Linked DNA regions of Mus musculus: region 1 is linked to region 2. Evidence: chromatin contacts called from public Hi-C data. All regions are on one chromosome and are shown on one strand. Each heading gives the region's core, a stretch centred on a gene start, on an enhancer-like site or on the middle of the called end of the contact. The rest is flanking DNA. Distances are from core to core; before and after follow the strand shown.

Region 1 (3,998 bases), core at 785-3,284, 72 kb before region 2:
GAGCTGCTGCCACCCACCACCCAGCGAGACCTTTCTCAGCATTTCAAGTCCCAGTTTTGCTACAGCACGGCTTTAAAGCTACTTTTTTTTTTTTTTAATATATGTAAGTACACTGTAGCTGTCTTCAGACCAGAAGAGGGCGCCAGATCTCGTTGTGGATGGTTGTGAGCCACCATGTGGTTGCTGGGATTTGAACTCAGGACCTTCGGAAGAGCAGTTAGAGCTCTTAACCGCTGAGCCATCTCTCCAGTCCCCGAAGCTACTTATTCTTTGTTGACCTATTTATTCATTTATAAAATGAATTCATGCTGTTCATAATGGTCCCTTTATGATAAAAAGCAGCGTCTAGTCTATCTGGAGCTGGGTGTGGTTAACCAAACCCCACCTGGTACCCAAGTGGATCTGCGCCCGCCCTCATGTGGCCAGGTTGTTTTAAAATGTCATCTTCCTCATTTGAAATAGGAGCGCTTCCTTCGTTTGCTACAGAAATTGGAAATGTGGGAGAGGGGGGTGTTTATGTATGGAGCCGATTTGTGGTTCCCTGGAAAGAGGGGAAGCCTGGCCCTTACATGAGTGCTGGGACTTCAAACTTGAGTCCTCTTGTTTGCATAGCAAGTACTCTTAGCCACTGACCCACCTCCCTGTGCGCACTCTGGGTTTTTGAGAGGGACTTTTGCTGTGTTAAGTTTACCCGTTGGAATGCCAGGGTTAAAGGCCTGTGCCCACCACATCCTGCTCATTAACTGATTTTACATTGCCTAGGGTGAGGATCTAGGAAGTGGTGGTAGACTTATGTAACAAACCCTGAAAGTGCCATAACTTTATAAGAAACATAATTATTTAAGCAATGATTTTTGAGGACAAATAGGATCAAAGATACAGCATCAGTACCACCTGGCGCCTATTCTCCACCTCTGACCTACGCAATCCCAGACCCTGATTTTTTCAAGCGCATATTTAAAGCCACCCTCAATTTATTAGGATTATTATCTTATTTTACATTTTATCTACTAGTTTGGGGAGGAGGCTGCACATTCCCTGGTACCTGCATACGGGGCTCAAGGAACAAATTACAGGAATTGGTTGTTCTCTGTGGGCCCTGAGAAAATAACTCAGTCATGCGTGCTAACAGGCACTTTTACCTGCTGAGCCATCTTGCTGGCCCCTAAGTTGTATTTGTATTGTCTGGACTGCTGTGAAGTACACGGATACTCAGTGCTGGAGACCATAGTGTTCCTGCCTTGGAGGAATTTCTTTTGGAAGTGGGGTAGGAAGGGAGGTGGTTTTCTACGTGTAGCGTGGCTGTCCTGGAACTAAGCTCTGTAGACCAGGCTGGCCTTCAGCTCACAGAGATGCTGCCCCAGCCTTCTAAGTGCTGGAATCAAAGGTGTCGCCACCACCGTCTGACACGGAATTTCTGATCAGACTTCTAGAATATGACCTCCCGGCGGGGAGAAAGTAAAGGCCACTGGCTGGAGTGCAATTTCAAATAAGCGAGAACGTTTCTGGAGCCCACTGGAGAGTGCTCAGCCGCCGCCCTCTTCCGGATTACATTCCTTCTCTTGAGCATTGTTTATCTAAAACTCAGTTTAACCAGGCCAACTGCCCTCTGCTAAATCAGGCAACTTCGGGCTGCCCGCTGCAGGCGCCAGGGGACCCCCAAACCAGGGCGGCTCCCAGCCCACCCGGGTCAAATTCCAGCGCTGGCGCTCCGCCCTCGGCTCGGGAATGCGGAAGGGGCGCGGGACTTGCGCTGGGAGCCGGGGAGACCAGCAAGCCGGCGCGGCTGCGGCAGGAGGATGCCGTGCCAGTGAGCTGGGGAATATGTACTCGCGGCTACAGGGGCTGAGTTCGTCGGGTCGTGCAGCCAGGCTAGTTTCCGCCGCTGGCTGCCTGGGTCCTCCGGGTCTTCGAAACGCTTGCAGCAACCCCCTGCCACGGTTGGTCGCGCCGGGCTCGCCGGTGCTCCTTCCGCCCCGCCCCCGGGCCGGAAGTGCGGCGCCGCCACTGTCCCGCCCCAACCTCCGCTGGTCGCAGTCGCCGGTCGGATCCTCTCGGGTGTGCAGCATCAGGTCAGGTGAGTGGCTCTCGACCCCGCGGGGCATCTCCCGGGCCGCATCTGTCCCTAGTGCTGCGCAACCGCGCCTGGAGCCTGCGGGCGGCTGGACCATCGGCTGGTGGAGCGGAGGTGGCTCGGTTCGAGGCCCTACGCGGTTCCTGTGCTGGCGAACCCTGGCCGAACGAGGCCCCGGGACCGTGTGCACTGGGCCTGCGACATCCGATGACTGACACCTGGTGCCCGGCTGCCCGCACCTGCCGCGGCTGCAGGCTGCAGGCTGCAGGTCCAAGCTGTGTGTTAGCGCAACTGCGTGCATCTGTTCTAGACGCGTTGGGGGAGGAGAAGCCCGCTGGTGTATGGTTCCTGCCAGAGGAAACCAGGAACTGGTACTAGAGTTCCTGGTTAGCAAATGCTAAAATGGGCTGATTTGCATAAATCCTTACTGGGTCTTAGGTCTTGCAAAGATTTAGCTCATTGTTAGAGGACAATTCGAAGAAAGCTGGAAAGAATGGAGAACATATTGAGCCAGGGATCCAAGATGAACTGGTGGATCTCTGCTAGGAGGTACCGAGCAAAAAGCTCAAAAGATGAGCATCGTATTATGTGCACAAGAAGCGCGGGTGGTCAGCCGGAAGGGAGAAGAACAATAACTGAGTACTAGCTGGGAAAGAGGAAGGTAGTTAGGGTAGGGCTCTTGGATACACACGACCCCAGGCGAGACCCTATACAATAAAATAACGTAGTTAGTTAGCCAAGGTAGGCCTCTTTCTTTAGAGGTGTACTGAAAACTCGATGAGAAATGAAAAATTACGTAAGAGGATTTGGGGAGTCACCCACGACAAGGAAGTAACACGACAAAGGATGTTTAGGGAATCGGGTTGACAGCTTTTGTTCTAGAGATGGCTTGGCTGTAGTCCTGTGTGTTAGAGAAATATCACAGCATTTTCTCCTTCAATAAACCCTTAAGTGAGGTGATGTCATTTGCCTGGGAACATCACTTCAGGAATTCATATGATGCCACCAGGGTTTTTCTATCCACTTGCTCCTCACTCTGTCTCTCTGTCTCTGTTTCTCTCTCTGTCTCTCTCTGTCTCTCTCTCTCTCACACACACACACACACACACACACACACACACACAAAGGCACCTGTTCACTGAGCTGCAGCTTATGAAGGACAGATCCCTGGGTGATAATGGTTGGCCAAAGTTAGGAAAGCCAGGGATGGGACCGATATCCCCATTCCCCCAAGGTTGAATGATACAGTTGTGTAGGGATGGCTTTCATCTGCCCCGGTTACCAGCGTCTTTGATTCTTCTGTGACAAGTTTAACATGGCGGGCGAAGCAGGTTTCCCTTCCTCCCTCTGAAGTTCCCCTTACCTGGCACAAGCACAGGAGAAAAGGGTATCAGAACTCACTATGTGCAAAGGAGGAGGACAGGTAAACAAATGAGCCTCAAAGCTTGCTACCGCCGGGCGGTGGTGGCGCACACCTTTAATCCCAGCACTTGGGAGGCAGAGGCAGGCGGATTTCTGAGTTCGAGGCCAGCTTGGTCTACAAGTGAGTTCCAGGACAGCCAGGGCTATAGAGAAACCCTGTCTCGAAAAAACCAAACAAACAAACCAAAAAAAGACTACATGATGTTCAGAGGAATAAAGTGGCTTGAAAAACACGATATCCAGGACAGTCCCTTTGGGCTCTGGGTGTGGTGTCACCTCTGGACTTGTTTCCAGGCATTAGAGGGATGTAGCCGTAGCCTATTACATTCTTTACAGGCGTGCTCCCCATGGTCAGGTCCTTGGACTTTGGAAGAGAAAGCGAGGCCAGACAGACCTTAAAGACGCCTCTTGGTTGGTTCTGTGTCCTCAGCATGGCAGGCATCGTACTTCACATCAGCTCCAGGAACACAGCAGCCTTGCCAGTGGCTGAAGTTTTCATGGT
Region 2 (3,443 bases), core at 514-3,013:
CCTCACTGGTAACACAGGAGACAGACAGCAACATGGACCCTAGTTAGATCAGGACATCAGCCCACTTCAGTGGCTGCATGGACTCAACACAGCCTCAGGTGGCTTCTCGTGACATATCAGCACGGGCCCCCGAGGCAGCAGAGCTGGAGGACGGCTCCAAAACATTAGGCGGCGTCCCAGGCTGCATATGTCCACACGGATCTGTTCCAGAAGAAAAGAGTCATTATACAGGATGACCAAAGAAAGTGCTTTTGACTAAAGACTATTCCAAGGGACAAAAATCCAACCAAAGATACCCTAAACTGAATTTGAAAATACGACACAAAATCTCTTTCCAAGACTTAAGAGAAGGAAAGACTAGGACAGAGTGGTATGTGGTGTTACTTGGCGAAGACAGAGAAGAGAGGAAGTCACCATGTTCATACAGCTTTACATACACACACAGATAAACACACACACACTTCACATATACACACAGACCACACACACACATACCCCAAAACACGTGCCATATATACACACATAACAAACACATACCACACACACACATACCACAAAACACATGCCATGTAGACACATGTATACTATACACACATACACAAACACACATATAACACAAAACATATACATACATGCCACAAAATACATGCAATATGCACATTTACATATCATATACATATACCACAAAACACATGCCATATATACACACATAACAAACACATACCACACACACACATACCACAAAACACATGCCATGTAGACACACGTATACTATACACACATACACAAACACACATATAACACAAAACATATACATACATACCACAAAATACATGCAATATGCACATTTACATATCATATACATATACCACAAAACACATGCCATATAGAAACATATACTATGCATACATGCAGAAACACACATATCACAAAATACATACCACATACACACAGAGTATCACCAATAACAAGGCCAGAGAAGGGTCAAGCTTATTTTTTAGGGGATCTGGGCTGGACCTTCTCCCACGAGGGCTGCCAGCAGACAGGTCAGCAGTAGAACTTGAATTTGGAGTGAACAATGAATACATTTTTTTTTTTAAAAGAATGTCCCTGTTGTTATCCCATTGAAATTTAACATGCCATCCTGTGTTTTATCTGGCAACCCTCCTCCCAGCTCATAAAGAAAAGACTCTTAGTAGTATAGTTTCACCAAAGTTGGAGGAAGCCTGGGGACAGGAATGTGACTCAGTGTGGGGTGTGCACAAAGCTCTGCTGTCATCTCTGGCACTGCACATATGCAAAGAAGAGAGATGGAAGCCAGTGAAGAAGCGGTCTGTGCAGAGGGGTGGGCTTTGTTGTTTCCTCCCCTGGTTATAACAACCGTGGAAGTGTGTAAGGACGGCTGGCAGGAGTGAGCAGAAAGAGTTGAGGCTTTGCTATGCCGGACTCCCTGATTATGTCACGCTCTTCTGTCTTCCTCTGAACTCAGATCCTGACAAGATGTGCTCACATTTTTCCTATTTTGGCAGCATCATTGAAAGAGAACTGCGGACAAGAGGGTGGCGTGGGGAGGGTTGCGCGTGCCTGAGCAACAAGATGAAACAAGACTGAAGCTTTCCATCGTAGCATCCACGTTGCTCTAATGGAGACAATGAGATGTCTTATGTGTTCCCTCCATCGCACACCTGTATGTGTCTGCCCTGAAGGGTGAGCCGGAGGGATTTGGGGCCACCCAGTTCAGCCTTGTGTTTCCTCCTGGCCCCAGACATTTTTCTGAGGGTCAGATTCCTGGCATGTGACTAGGCAGGGCTCTTCCTGTTCCTTTGCCTTGACAACCCCTCAAGGGATTTTGTGGGCCACAGAAATTTTATAACTCAGAAATGAGAACGTATGTCAGCGTTTCTTGAGTTTCAGCTACGAGACAAAGTAGCTTCAGTTGTCCAACCATAAAACAACAGGGCTGAGTTTTATTAAAAGACACACACACACACAGACACTTGAGAGACAGAGAGAGAAACACTGACATTCATCATTTGGCCAAACCCGCCCAAGGAGCGATTGTTCAAAACCCTTTGCCTCCGGTTCTTCACTCTCAAGCCTTCTGGGAGAAGATTAACTAACTCTCTTGAGTCACGACACAGCAGGTTCATATGTTCAGTGGCAAAGGAGTAAGAAAGTGTATGCTAAACTTTCCAGCCCGGTCTAAGCAGGGTCCAGAGATTCTGCAGTTTACTTTCTCTGGGCCATTTCGTGGGGGAAATCTGATTTTCCTTTCTTCCCACTACCTTTGGTCATATGAAATCCCCAGGTTTTGGTACCTTACCCCTGCTAGTCCACAATGCATGACATTTTGTCTCAGTATCAGCAAGATCCTTAAGTGAATGAACAGTTGACATTGAATGGGAGCTGACAATTTCTATTTATTTTCTATGAATATAAGGGAGTACAATAGCTGCATGTGTGTGTGTGCATGTACATGTGTTCATGTGTGTGCACACGTGTGCGTGTGTGTGCGCGCGCATGTACACATGTGCGTGAGTGTGTATTCCTTAACAGGTAGATGCAGTTGGCTCTGTTATGATAATTTTACTCCCTCTGTGCCTTTAAAACTGGTCTCGTGAGATAAATACCAGGACAGAAAGGACTCTGTACTGCATTCGCCAGGATGTTACCAGATAAATGACTGTGGCATTTGCCTGTTCCATGAGGGATGTGTTACCAAATGATCTCAGATTTGGAGAATTTGTGATAATGCCTGACAGCCACCATGCTCTTGAATAAACACGAAGGAATTCCCTTTCATCTTCCCTTCAAGCCAGTCACTGGACTTCTCCAGCGCACAGCCCTGCAAGGCGGGCTGGGAAATCTGGAACTTGTTTGCTCATCTCTGTCTTCTTTCTGAGTTCTGTGTGCGGTGACCACATCTGCGAGTTCTTTCAGGGTGTTGGGGTGCCATTAATCTAAGTCGGCAGCCGGCCTTGCTCTCATCGTCCACAGGACACTCCCTTTCCATCTGCTTCGGAGAGACAAAGCCTCCATCTTCCACGCTCTCTTAGCACAGTCATTACACACTTTATTTACACCGACTTTTTTGTTGTTTTTCCTGGGTCTATCAGGGAAAAAGTAATATTTACTACTACTACATATATCCTTTAATCTATAGAATTCCATCAGTAGCTATAGCAAAAAATCAAAATATACTGTCCAGAGCTAAAACGATTCCTCTATTAGCTGAAGGATCCATGAACATAATACAGCACTTTGCATTACCATAAATACTCTAAGGAGTTCTACATAGTTTTTAAAAACCTGTTCCTTTGAGTTTTCAGTTTTAATCTGGAATCTTTGTCATGTGTTGCACTGTTTCCACAAATATCACATACTAAATCACGGCCATGTCATCTCCATTAAATGAAAGGACATCTCTCTTTCCCTCCACATTC

Evidence for each region. Hi-C and Micro-C count contacts between places; a contact is called where the count stands out from the background.
Region 1: a contact with region 2 is called in a Hi-C map of the G1E-ER4 cell line, with 2.9 times the contacts expected there. The contact joins the promoter of Myl12b here to the enhancer-like site in region 2. A contact is called at or near these places in 3 of 39 promoter capture datasets (embryonic stem cells and pre-B cells), 33 of 484 Hi-C or Micro-C datasets (B cells, CD4 T cells, the CH12 cell line and 22 more), 5 of 115 datasets of contacts at active chromatin or transcription factors (effector CD8 T cells, embryonic stem cells and epiblast stem cells) and 4 of 9 other capture datasets (adipose tissue, embryonic stem cells, liver and 1 more).

Annotation. Positions count from the first base shown.
Region 1 is chr17:70,988,552-70,992,549 of GRCm38.p6, reverse strand. It overlaps Myl12b (myosin, light chain 12B, regulatory), which reads left to right and starts at 2,034. Exons shown (of 4, transcript NM_023402.2): 1 at 2,034-2,077.
Region 2 is chr17:70,916,846-70,920,288 of GRCm38.p6, reverse strand. All of the region lies in intron 1 of Gm26510 (a long non-coding RNA gene), which reads left to right. All of the region lies in intron 1 of Gm52315 (a long non-coding RNA gene), which reads right to left. Among named protein-coding and RNA genes, the nearest start is that of Gm26510, 6.4 kb to the left of the region's middle. Within about 2 kb of position 1,763, at least 39 of the 459 cell types and tissues checked have an H3K27ac peak or open chromatin away from gene starts, as enhancers often do. A contact at or near this core is called in the G1E-ER4 cell line, where this site is marked.